Linked DNA regions of Canis lupus: region 2 is linked to region 1. A link is a contact called in public Hi-C data. All regions are on one chromosome and are shown on one strand. Each heading gives the region's core, a stretch centred on a gene start, on an enhancer-like site or on the middle of the called end of the contact. The rest is flanking DNA. Distances are from core to core; before and after follow the strand shown.

Region 1 (4,842 bases), core at 1,675-4,174:
CCTCTCCTCACCTCTCCCCTCCACTCCACTACTGCCAGCCCTTGCCCTAGGTGTGAGATTTCAAGCAAGTCCACTGAGTTCCGTGGCCCTTGGTTTCTCCTTCTGTGAAGTAGATAAAACCTACTCTGTCAACTCTTGATTCTGCTACTTAGCAGCAGGCGTGGCCTCAGCCATATTATTTCACGCATTTGTATCTCCGTTTCCTCATCTATAACATGTGGATAATCAAGACACTTAGCTGACACGGTTAGTGTGAGATTTACATGCATGAAATGTATAATATATTTGTATATGGATAGCCCATGGAATAGTGTGTCTGACACAGAATTGTGACTTGTATTGGTCCTTGGGACTCCATGAGATGCAGAGGTGGCTCAGAGAAGGGTACTTGTGGGAAAGGAGGCTGATCTTTGGAGAGAACTGCTGTCTGTGGACTAGGGTTTCTTATCCATCAGTCTCAGAGCCCCTGAACCCTATGTCTCACCTGTAGCCTCAGGTGCCCAGACAAACCTGCCCCTGGACGAACCTCACAATGGTGAATCTCACAGGTGCCATGTCTGGGGTTCCACCTCTTGAAACCATATCCATATGCTCTTGGCTTAGCAGGTGCCCCACAGGTCCCCCAGCCACACTATCCTGGGAATTCCTGCTCTGCTTTCTCAAATGGGGAATGGCCCTTCACGCTGTGCCAGGGAGAAGTTGCCAGGGGAAGTGGGTTGAGCCTCCCAGACACATTGGCACTCTGTTGCCCGGTAGAAAGATAAACATCATTCTGACTGTCACTCCCCCTAGGACTCTTTCCAGGGGTGGGAGACACTCCTCCTCTTGAATGCCACGGGGAATGAGGCCTGCTGTATGCCTGCCTGGTCACCTGCCCTGGGGGTCATCTGTGTGTCCAGAGAGTTGCTTAGCAATCCAGTGTAGCTGGGTAACTATGTCAACATCTCATGACCAAAGGCCATGAGAGACAGAGTCCACTCACTCTGCAGAGCTGAGGATGACACCCCTCAGCTCCCAGCCGCACACCCCTCCATGCTGGGCCCTGCTCCCAGGAGCACACCTCTGATGTCCATTAGATTTCCTAGTGCCGTTATGAGGACCAGGAGTCTCTATGTGAGAGACTTTCCCCTCCAGGGTGGTCTTTTGGGGAGAGAGGTCTTAAAGTGGGCACAAGAGAGCTCTTCACCAGCAAGTGAGGGTAGATGCTGAGGTCAGGTCAGGTGACTCTGGAAGGCAGCCAGGGAGGACGTGGTTCTGCAGCAGGGACCAAAGGGAGCACATGCACACAGCCCAGGCACCCTTATCTCCAGAGGAACGGGTGCTCTTCCCTCTACCGCAGCCCCCAGCTCCTCCTGAGCTGGCCCCCTATGGAGTTACCACATCCTTTTTTCTGGGCACAGATTTTCATAACGTCTGTGGCTAGAGATGGAGGGTGGGACTCTGGCTCTTGGAGTTTCTTGTTCTTCCAACATAGGGTAGGAGCGAGGCCCAGGGTGAGGGGGTGGTTAGATGGGAAAGAGGGAGGCCTCAGGGAAGTTTCTCCTGTGGGTCAGTTTCACTGCTAGCTCTCACACCCCACATCACCAATAAAATGGATGATAGTAATTAAGACTACATAATTACCTTGTGTTTATTTATTCCCAGGAAGCCTCCTTTCCCTGGCCCCCATCATTATTTATTCCATCCTCTCAATAGGTGATGGGAATTAACTATGGCTCTAATAAAAAGTAATAACTGTTCAAGTTTCCCATCCCCATGGTTCTAGGTAACTCTGCTGCCAGCCCTGTGAAGCAGGGGGGAGGCTGCGCAGGGTGAAGGGCACAGTCCCCATTGTCAGCCAGAGGAATGGGGCACTGTGCAGAAGAGATACAAAGCATGCAATCCTACACACAAAGTTCTGGAAGCAACCAAGCCTGCCTTCTCCTTTGAGCCTCCCACTTTCTTCCCCATATACACCTGCCCCTGGAGGAGCTTCTCCGTTCCCTCTGGCCTTCCAGGGCTGTGTTCAGAAGACTGATCATTCTGTCTTCATTCACCCATCATCCAGCAACAAATGCCACTAGATGATGTTACTTTTCATCAATGGTGAAAAAAAAAGGGGGGGGGGAGAGGGTGCAATCTTTGTAAAGGTCAAGACCTTGCACACAAAAATTAGCTACTAAGTGGCAATTGTTGATATGATTCAGCTCTCGGGGACATTTGTGTTCTGTCCTCACAGAAATAGGTGGAATTTCAAAGGTCTGGTGAAGAAGGCATGGGTGGGGGGGTGGGGGCTGGGGGCTCTCTGTCCAGAATGTCTCGTGGTCAGTCCGCCCAGGTATGTGCCTCTGGAGAGGTATCCCTGAGAGAAGTCAACTCCTGAAGCCCACTCTTCGGGGTGAGTCTCAAAGGGATGATGAGCCACGCATGTGACGACAGCTCCCCTCTCCCACTTCCTCCCGCTTTCTTTCTGGGTCATCTCAGCGTCACGGAGGCGCTTATGCATCTCGTGCCCCGGAGCTGCGGGACCTGGATCTGCCGGCGCTCGGCCAAGCCTCCCTCCCCTTGTGCGTGAGCCTGGAAGCGGGATCCTGCGCCCGGCCCAGGACTTTTTCCCATTTTACAGAAGGGAAAGATGAGGCAAAAGGGGGAAGCCAGGGAAGAGCCGCGAAAATTGTGGAGTCCAAGTTTCCTCCTCTGCATCTTTTTTGTTGCGGTTTCCCATCCCTTGATCTTGCCAATGCGGGCGGGCTCCTGGACCCGCGGGCCCCCGCGCACGGCGGGGAGGCGGGTCGCCCTTTAAGGGGCGGGCCCCCGGCGTCCTCGCCCCCGCCCCGCCCCCCCGGGGCCGCACTGCGCCTGCGCCCGGCGCCGGAGCCCAGGGGTTGGGCAGCGCGCAGTTCCGTGCAACTTTCAAGTGAGTTGCAAACTCCGCCCCGAGGCCGGTGCCGGTGGCCGGGCGCCGCGAGACCGCGGGGACCGGGGCGAGCGGAGGCCGGACCCGCCCAGCGGCGCGGCGGGAGCCCGACGCCTGGTTCCTGCAGCGGCATCCGCCCAGGAGCGCGGCGGCGAGGGAGGACGCGCCCGCCCCGGGCTCCCGAGTCGGTGCCCCCGAGCCCGGCCTCCGAGCCTCGGCACCGGGCGCCCCACTCCTCCGGCTCCGCGCACCGCAGACTCAGGGGCGGCCCGAGCGCCCCTCTGGTTCCCGCGCTTCCGCCGAGCCCCCGTCCCAGCCCCGCCCGAGCGTCCCTCTGCTCCTCTTCTTGGGGGATCCCCTCCCCCTTCGTCCCCGAGGCTGCAGGATGGTGTCCTGGATGATCTGTCGCCTGGTGGTGTGAGTACGGGTGCCTTCCTACACCTTCTATCCCCAGGAGCCACAGCGCTCCTGATCTGGAACAGGGGGACATCTGATGGCAAAGGGGCCTCCTGTGGGGCTCCCTCAACACTCACCGTGAGGGTTAACGGACCTGCGGGCCTGCACGTGCCATGGGGTACCCTGGCTTGCCCTCCAGCCCTCAAGCCTCCTTGGTCCGTGGCCACCCCTCCCGCAGTCACACACACCGCAGACAGGTGTGTGGGGCCGAGGACTTCAGGCCGACCTGCAGTCCCTTAGCAAACACAAGATGTGGCACGTCGTGGGCGGATGTTCCAGGTGCCTGCTTCCCTTCTGAGCAGTCACCTGACTCACCATCCTGGCCTCAGCCTCCCCATTCTGGCCTCTTCTCACCTTTTAGTACTCCATCTGGCTCCAGTATTCCTATCTGCAACCTGGCAGTGCCAGGTCTGGTGGCCGTGGACCTGATGGCATGTCCACAGGAGCAGACAGCCTGGTGCTCTCACCAGCTCAGCAGCCTGCCTCCCACCCACCTGTGTGCGGCTGTGTGTGTTCCGCTCGATCATGCACCCATAGGCCACTGATGCAGGCCCGGGCAGGCTTGGGGTGTTTGTAAACAGCAGGGTGGGGAGGTGGCCTCCAGGGCACTGACTCAGGCACACATTGTGCAAGCCAAGCGGGAAGAACAGGTAGGCCCTTGCCACTTCACATCTGTGAGGGAGGTGGCCACCTGGTGGGGCGAGGAGGACAGGATGCTGCTCATATTCCCCCTCTGTTTTATGGGCTGCCCTTCTAGGCTGGTGTTTGGGATGCTATACCCAGCTTATGCTTCCTACAAGGCTGTGAAGACCAAGAACATTCGTGAATATGTGAGTGTGGCTGTGGGCAGGAGGGCTTCATTCAGGTCTGGGGGGACTTGGCAAAGTGGGGAGGGTCTGAACTGGCATCCCCTGCCTCCAGGGGCATAAGCAGGTGGCATATCCTAAGCAGAGTGGGTGTGGTTGGAAGGCAGGCGATTGGGGAGCCCATGCAGAATCGTGTGGGTGAAGCTTCTTGGGGGTGGGTACAGAAATGAGTGGCAGTTTCTCAGAGGCAACTCTAGGGCCAACCAGTTGCCAGGAGAATGCAGCAGGACAGGCTCTCTGGAATCTCTGGGTCAGCCTAGGACAGGGGAGTTGGCTCTGCAGGCTCAGCTGTTGGCCTCTGACACCCCCACCCACACCCCCAGGTCCGATGGATGATGTACTGGATAGTCTTTGCACTATTCATGGCGGTGGAGACCTTCACAGACATCTTTATTTCCTGGTATGCATGCAGGGGGCCTATGGGCTGTGGGGAGGTGCTGGCCCACTCAGCCGGGCTCCCTGCTGACCTTGCCCACCCTGTCCTCTGACAGGTTCCCTTTCTACTATGAGATCAAGATGGCCTTTGTGCTGTGGCTGCTCTCACCTTACACCAAAGGGGCCAGCCTGCTTTACCGAAAGTTTGTCCACCCGTCCTTGTCCCGTCATGAGAAGGTACTTCGGGGG
Region 2 (4,842 bases), core at 702-3,201, 220 kb after region 1:
TGTTTTGAATCTGTGACAGACTCCTTTTTAAACTTCATGTTCCAGTAATGTTATGAGAAAAGTACCACCCCTCAAAGTACTTCAGATGGGTCTTTCGTCCTTCTATTTACTCATCCCATATTGGGGAGAGAGCATCATCTTGGGAAGGTTTTTCTGCTACAATGAAATACCAGGGTAAAATCTGTGAGTTTCCAATACTAACCACTAATTTATTGACCTAACAAAGAAAAGCAACATGCCCCATTCTAGCTAAAGAGAAAAAAATTCCCTCACAAGCTAATTTTCTTGCAATAAAGACCAATTCAAACAACACACTACGCAGTTCTTAAAGGTGAAATAAAACACTGGCTGGCTTATTCCTTTGTCTTAAAAAGTTAATAAATTTTTAACTTTGGTAGATTATTATTCTTGGGTAGGTGGGAGGAAAATATCACCTTATTAAACATACGGTAGACCATGCTTTGAGCAAAAAATGCTATGAAGATTGCTTTGATGCAGCTTCACTTTCCTCTTGTGAGAGTTCCTTTTGGGCTCAAGATGTGGAAGAGAAAGCATTTAGAGTTACTCCTTACAGGAGACAGAACAGGTGTATATACATAAAAGTAAACTGACTTTCTTTGCTTTCCAAAGCATCATTCGGGAAGGCTAACCCTTTGAATCACGTTTCAGAATGCTCATGGACACTATTTTTTTCCCCCCAACAGATAACACCAGATCCAGAGTCAAAATGCCTTTGGTCCACTCAGCTTCATCTCACATAAATCATTTTGTGCTTTGATTTGCCTCTAAAAAGAGAAATAGGTCTTACCTACCTACTCTTCTAGGATGGGAGAATTTTTTTTTTTTTTTTTTTTAAATCATAAGATCCTTCGTGTTTCTTAGAAATGGCTGGTATAAAACTCAAGGTGCTACACTATACTATTATTACCTTGTATCGTTTTACTGCTATTTCTGAATCAGGCCATGATACTGGCTTTAAAACACAAATCTCGGGGCACTTGGGGTGGCTCAGTCGGTTGAGCATCTGTCTGCCTTTGGCTCCAGTGGTGTTCCTGGGGGTCCTGCTTCTCCCTCTGCCTATGTCTCTGCATGTCTCATGAATAAATAAACGAAATCTTAAAGAAAAACAAAAACTTAAAACACAAATTTTGTGGTCTTCTATCTTCGGTTACATTTTTTTTTTTTTTTTTAATAATTCTGTCCTGATAACTTACCCCTCATTCTCCAAAGATCTACTCCACTGATCCCTGGGCCTGAAAACTAGTGCCTCCTCTCCCAATTAAACAACTGATAGCCACTCTAGCTTCTTGTTCTTGAGAGAAATGGTACTGTACAGCGTGCAAAATAAGGTGACGCTTCTCATCCTCTCTGCACTTCCCACAACACAAAATCTGTGCAGTTACCTAGAAAAAAAATCTGAAGAATTCTGACAACACGTTTGTATCAATAACTGTCATTAAAAAAAAACATATCTATCTATCTATCTATCTATCTATCTATCTATCTATCTATCTATCTATCTATCTCAATCACGTCTAGAGCACAGAGAAGAAAACAACTTTACGGAGTTTGCAAGAAAATAACCTGGCAGTCCTTGAGCTACGACCAGGTTTGGTGCGGGCTGTCCCTTCCTAGGGCCTGTGCCATGTCTTTGAAGAAAAGTGGCTTGGGCCCAAGGCACGGCTAGGGCAGGTCCTGAGCCCCAGGGAGCCCCTCGTGGAGACCCTCCACGGCAACGTGTGCACCCAACACCGAATCGCTCATTCCAGACACACCCCCCTCCACCCCGCGTTTCAGAGGAGGTGTGGGCACTCAACTCCTTCACTGTGGATAGGGGGACAGGAGGGAGGGCGGGCCCAGGCCCGAGCACCCATTTTGGAGGACTGGGGAGCTCGGCCCCGAGGGCTGTGCGATCGGGAGTGTGGGAGTGAAGGGCGCATCCGCGGAGGGGGTGGGGGGAGGCGGCCAGGTGGGGGCGGGGGTCGTCTCCCGTATTCGGGGCCGTGAAGAGGCCGGCGGCGGGAACTACTCGGGAGAGCGAGGTTCCCCAGGGTGAGCTTTCCCTCCTGGTATTCGCCGGGAGCTGGCGAGGGTCACGGGGCAGGCCCCTCGGGGCAGAGCCGGCGAGGGGGTCTCCCTCCCCCCCCCCGTCTCGGGGGGTAGGAGGACTCGCGGAAGGCCTCCTTCCAGCGGGGGGACAGTGCCCGATAAGCCGTGTAAGCGGTGCGCGCCGGGGCACGGATTCCCGCAGCTCCGGCCCGCGCGAGAGGCGTGGGACCCGGTGGGAGGGGATGGAGGAGGCCCCCCGGCCCGGGAGGCGGGAAAGGCCCGGGGGCTCCGGGACGGGCGGCGGCTCCGGAGCCCCGAGCGGTGGCGGCGCGGGCCTGGCGAGCCCCGAGCCGGCTCGAGCCCTCTGGGCCGCGGGCGCCCCCCACTCCCCCACTCTCCGCGGCCGCCGCCTCCCCCCCGCGGCTCCTCTCACCTGCACATGATCCGCCATTTTGCTCCATTCATGCTCCTCTCCGGCCCCCCCTCCCCCCCAGCGCGCACCTCGGCCGGGGCCGCTGCCGCCGCCGCCGCCGTCGCCGCTGCGCCTGCGCGCTGGGGGCTCGTCGCGCTACGCTCGCGGCGTAGCGCTGCTCGGCTGCGCAGGCCCCGGCGGCCGCGGCCGCGGTTGGAGAATGCGCAGCGCCGCTGGGACGGCGTAAAGGCGCGGGCAACGTCAGCGGCCCGGAGACGCGGGGGGTGGGAAGAGGGAGCGGGCCGGGGGAGCGCGAGGGAGGGGAGCCGGGGGAACAAAGCTTTGTTTACATGGTTTTTAAAGGGGCCGCGCCGGCTGCGGCGGGCGCTGGAGCGGGACTTGGGGCTACCTGCCGCGGGCCGGCTTGGCGGCGGCTCCGGGAGAGGGGCCGGGACCTGTCCCCGCCCGGATCCAGCACCTGGGGGACGCCTCTCTTCCCGAGTGTCCTTCCGACCTGCCCCCGGATGCCCCCCTCCGCACCCCAACCGTGCAGATGCTGTCCCATCACACCCCGACGGTCTTCGCTGCGCCCTCCGCCCGTGTGCCCCCCCACCCCCACCCCACACTTCGGATGTCTGCATTATTATTTACTTTCCAATGAATTTCCAATTCGACGTCGACCGAATTTATGTTTGTCTTTCTAGTTTTCTGCTCCAGGGGATCAGGGCCATTGCCCTCGGATCCTGCGTTTTACCAGCAACCCGGATAGTGATCTCCCCTCTTTTCACCTCTGTCCTTTTTCTCCTCCAGAAACGTTCATGCTAATTGCCGCCAAATAGTGGTGACAATGGAAACACGCAGAAGGCACAGTTGCAATGTTCGCAAGTAGATTGTTATCTTAACCAGCCCTCTAGGCTGCCTCCTGAGAGGGGTCAGATGCTGGGAAGAGGTGGTGGCGGTGGCGGTAGGGTGAGATAAAGGGTGTTTAGGACCCCTGGGCTCAGTCTGACTGGGAGGGCCAACCTCCTGGGTCAGATCAGGTCAGTCTCTTTCCCGCTGAGGCCGATTCCAATCTTTTCCGCTAGGAATTATCAGTGTTAGATAATGCTGGTTTCTGTGTTCCATTGGATTTCACTCTTGCTTCCAGTCAAGGCCCCCAGATTAAATCTTCTCTGGATTCTGAGACTGTTGGTCGTTTGAAGTTTATACCGACTGTGGGCTACCACCTGCAATGGAAATGAAGGTGGTAGTGAATCACTTCCTGTTGTGGACAGAGAGGCCTGGTGCTCAGCATTCATTTCAACCTGGGTCCTCCTAGTGCAATCGTTCTGATTTGCAGAGGTAGGACGCCTAAAAACTACATTACCCAGACTTCCTTGCAGCTAGGGTTCCCAATGCAAGATCGCCTCTGCCAATTAGATTCACTGAGGGAAGATTTTTGGAGGCAGAAGTGAGGCAGAAGCTTTTGACTGTTGCTTCTGGCAAGCCTAACCCCTGGGATGTTGTGTTGTGTTGTGCTGTGTTTTGTTTTCCTAGTGTCCAATCATAAGCTCCCTGATTGTATTGAGTGGGGATGGTGAGTCAGGGGCTTCCCGACCTTGGCATTGCAGCTGCAGTGGTATATTCTTGGAGTCACAATTGCAGTGGCAGTCTTCCAATTCCTTAGTTGCCTGATTGGGTGGGAGTAACAGCTGTCTGTGGTCTAGGCCCCCATTTACTCCCCAACCAATCCAGCTCCTCGCCCTTGGTACTCTATCCTCTCTTCATCAGTAAATGGTACCACTCTTTACCTAGTTGCTCAGCTAAAAACCCAGGCATTACCTTGATTCCTAGCATCTCAACAGTCCTTCACATCCAATCCACTTGCAAGTCCCATTTAATTTAAATTTAATACATACCCAAATCCGGCCGCTTCTCTTCATTTCTACTGCTAACACCCTGGTCCAAGCTACATCACATTTTTCTTGAGGTCTGGTAATAGATTCCTAAGTAGTTTCCCTGCTTCCTGCCTTGCCCTGTGATAATCTGTTTTCCATACAGCTGCAGAACATTATTTTAAAATCATAAATTAGATCATTACACCCTTGCATAAAAATCCTTAAGTGGCCTTCTGTTGCATTTAAAATACATTCCCAATCTTTGGTGTGGCCCGAGAAGCCATGTAATCTTACCTTATCTCTTGCTAACAATGCTCTGTTCGTTCTGGCTTTCTTGCAGCTCCTCACATTTACACATCACATTAGTGATTCTTTCTCAGGGTCTTTGCATTTGGTGTTGCTTCTGCCTGGCATGGTTTTCCAGATCGTTAAGTAGCTAGTTCCCTGCTGTCATTGACTTCTTAGTGCTGTTGTTATCTCCTCAGTGGCTTTTCTCACCATTCT

Evidence for each region. A called contact is a pair of places that touch in the nucleus more often than the background predicts.
Region 2: a contact with region 1 is called in a Hi-C map of blood, with 2.5 times the contacts expected there. The contact joins the promoter of DOK2 here to the promoter of REEP4 in region 1. A contact is called at or near these places in 2 of 9 Hi-C or Micro-C datasets (blood and skin fibroblasts).

Annotation. Positions count from the first base shown.
Region 1 is chr25:35,273,160-35,278,001 of UU_Cfam_GSD_1.0, forward strand. It overlaps REEP4 (receptor expression-enhancing protein 4), which reads left to right and starts at 2,925. Exons shown (of 8, transcript XM_038573870.1): 1 at 2,925-3,313; 2 at 4,110-4,182; 3 at 4,542-4,618; 4 at 4,710-4,830. The coding sequence starts at 3,282.
Region 2 is chr25:35,491,914-35,496,755 of UU_Cfam_GSD_1.0, forward strand. It overlaps DOK2 (docking protein 2), which reads left to right and starts at 1,952. Exons shown (of 7, transcript XM_038573908.1): 1 at 1,952-2,052. LOC119865951 (a long non-coding RNA gene) reads right to left here. Exons shown (of 4, transcript XR_005378696.1): 4 at 3,102-3,687.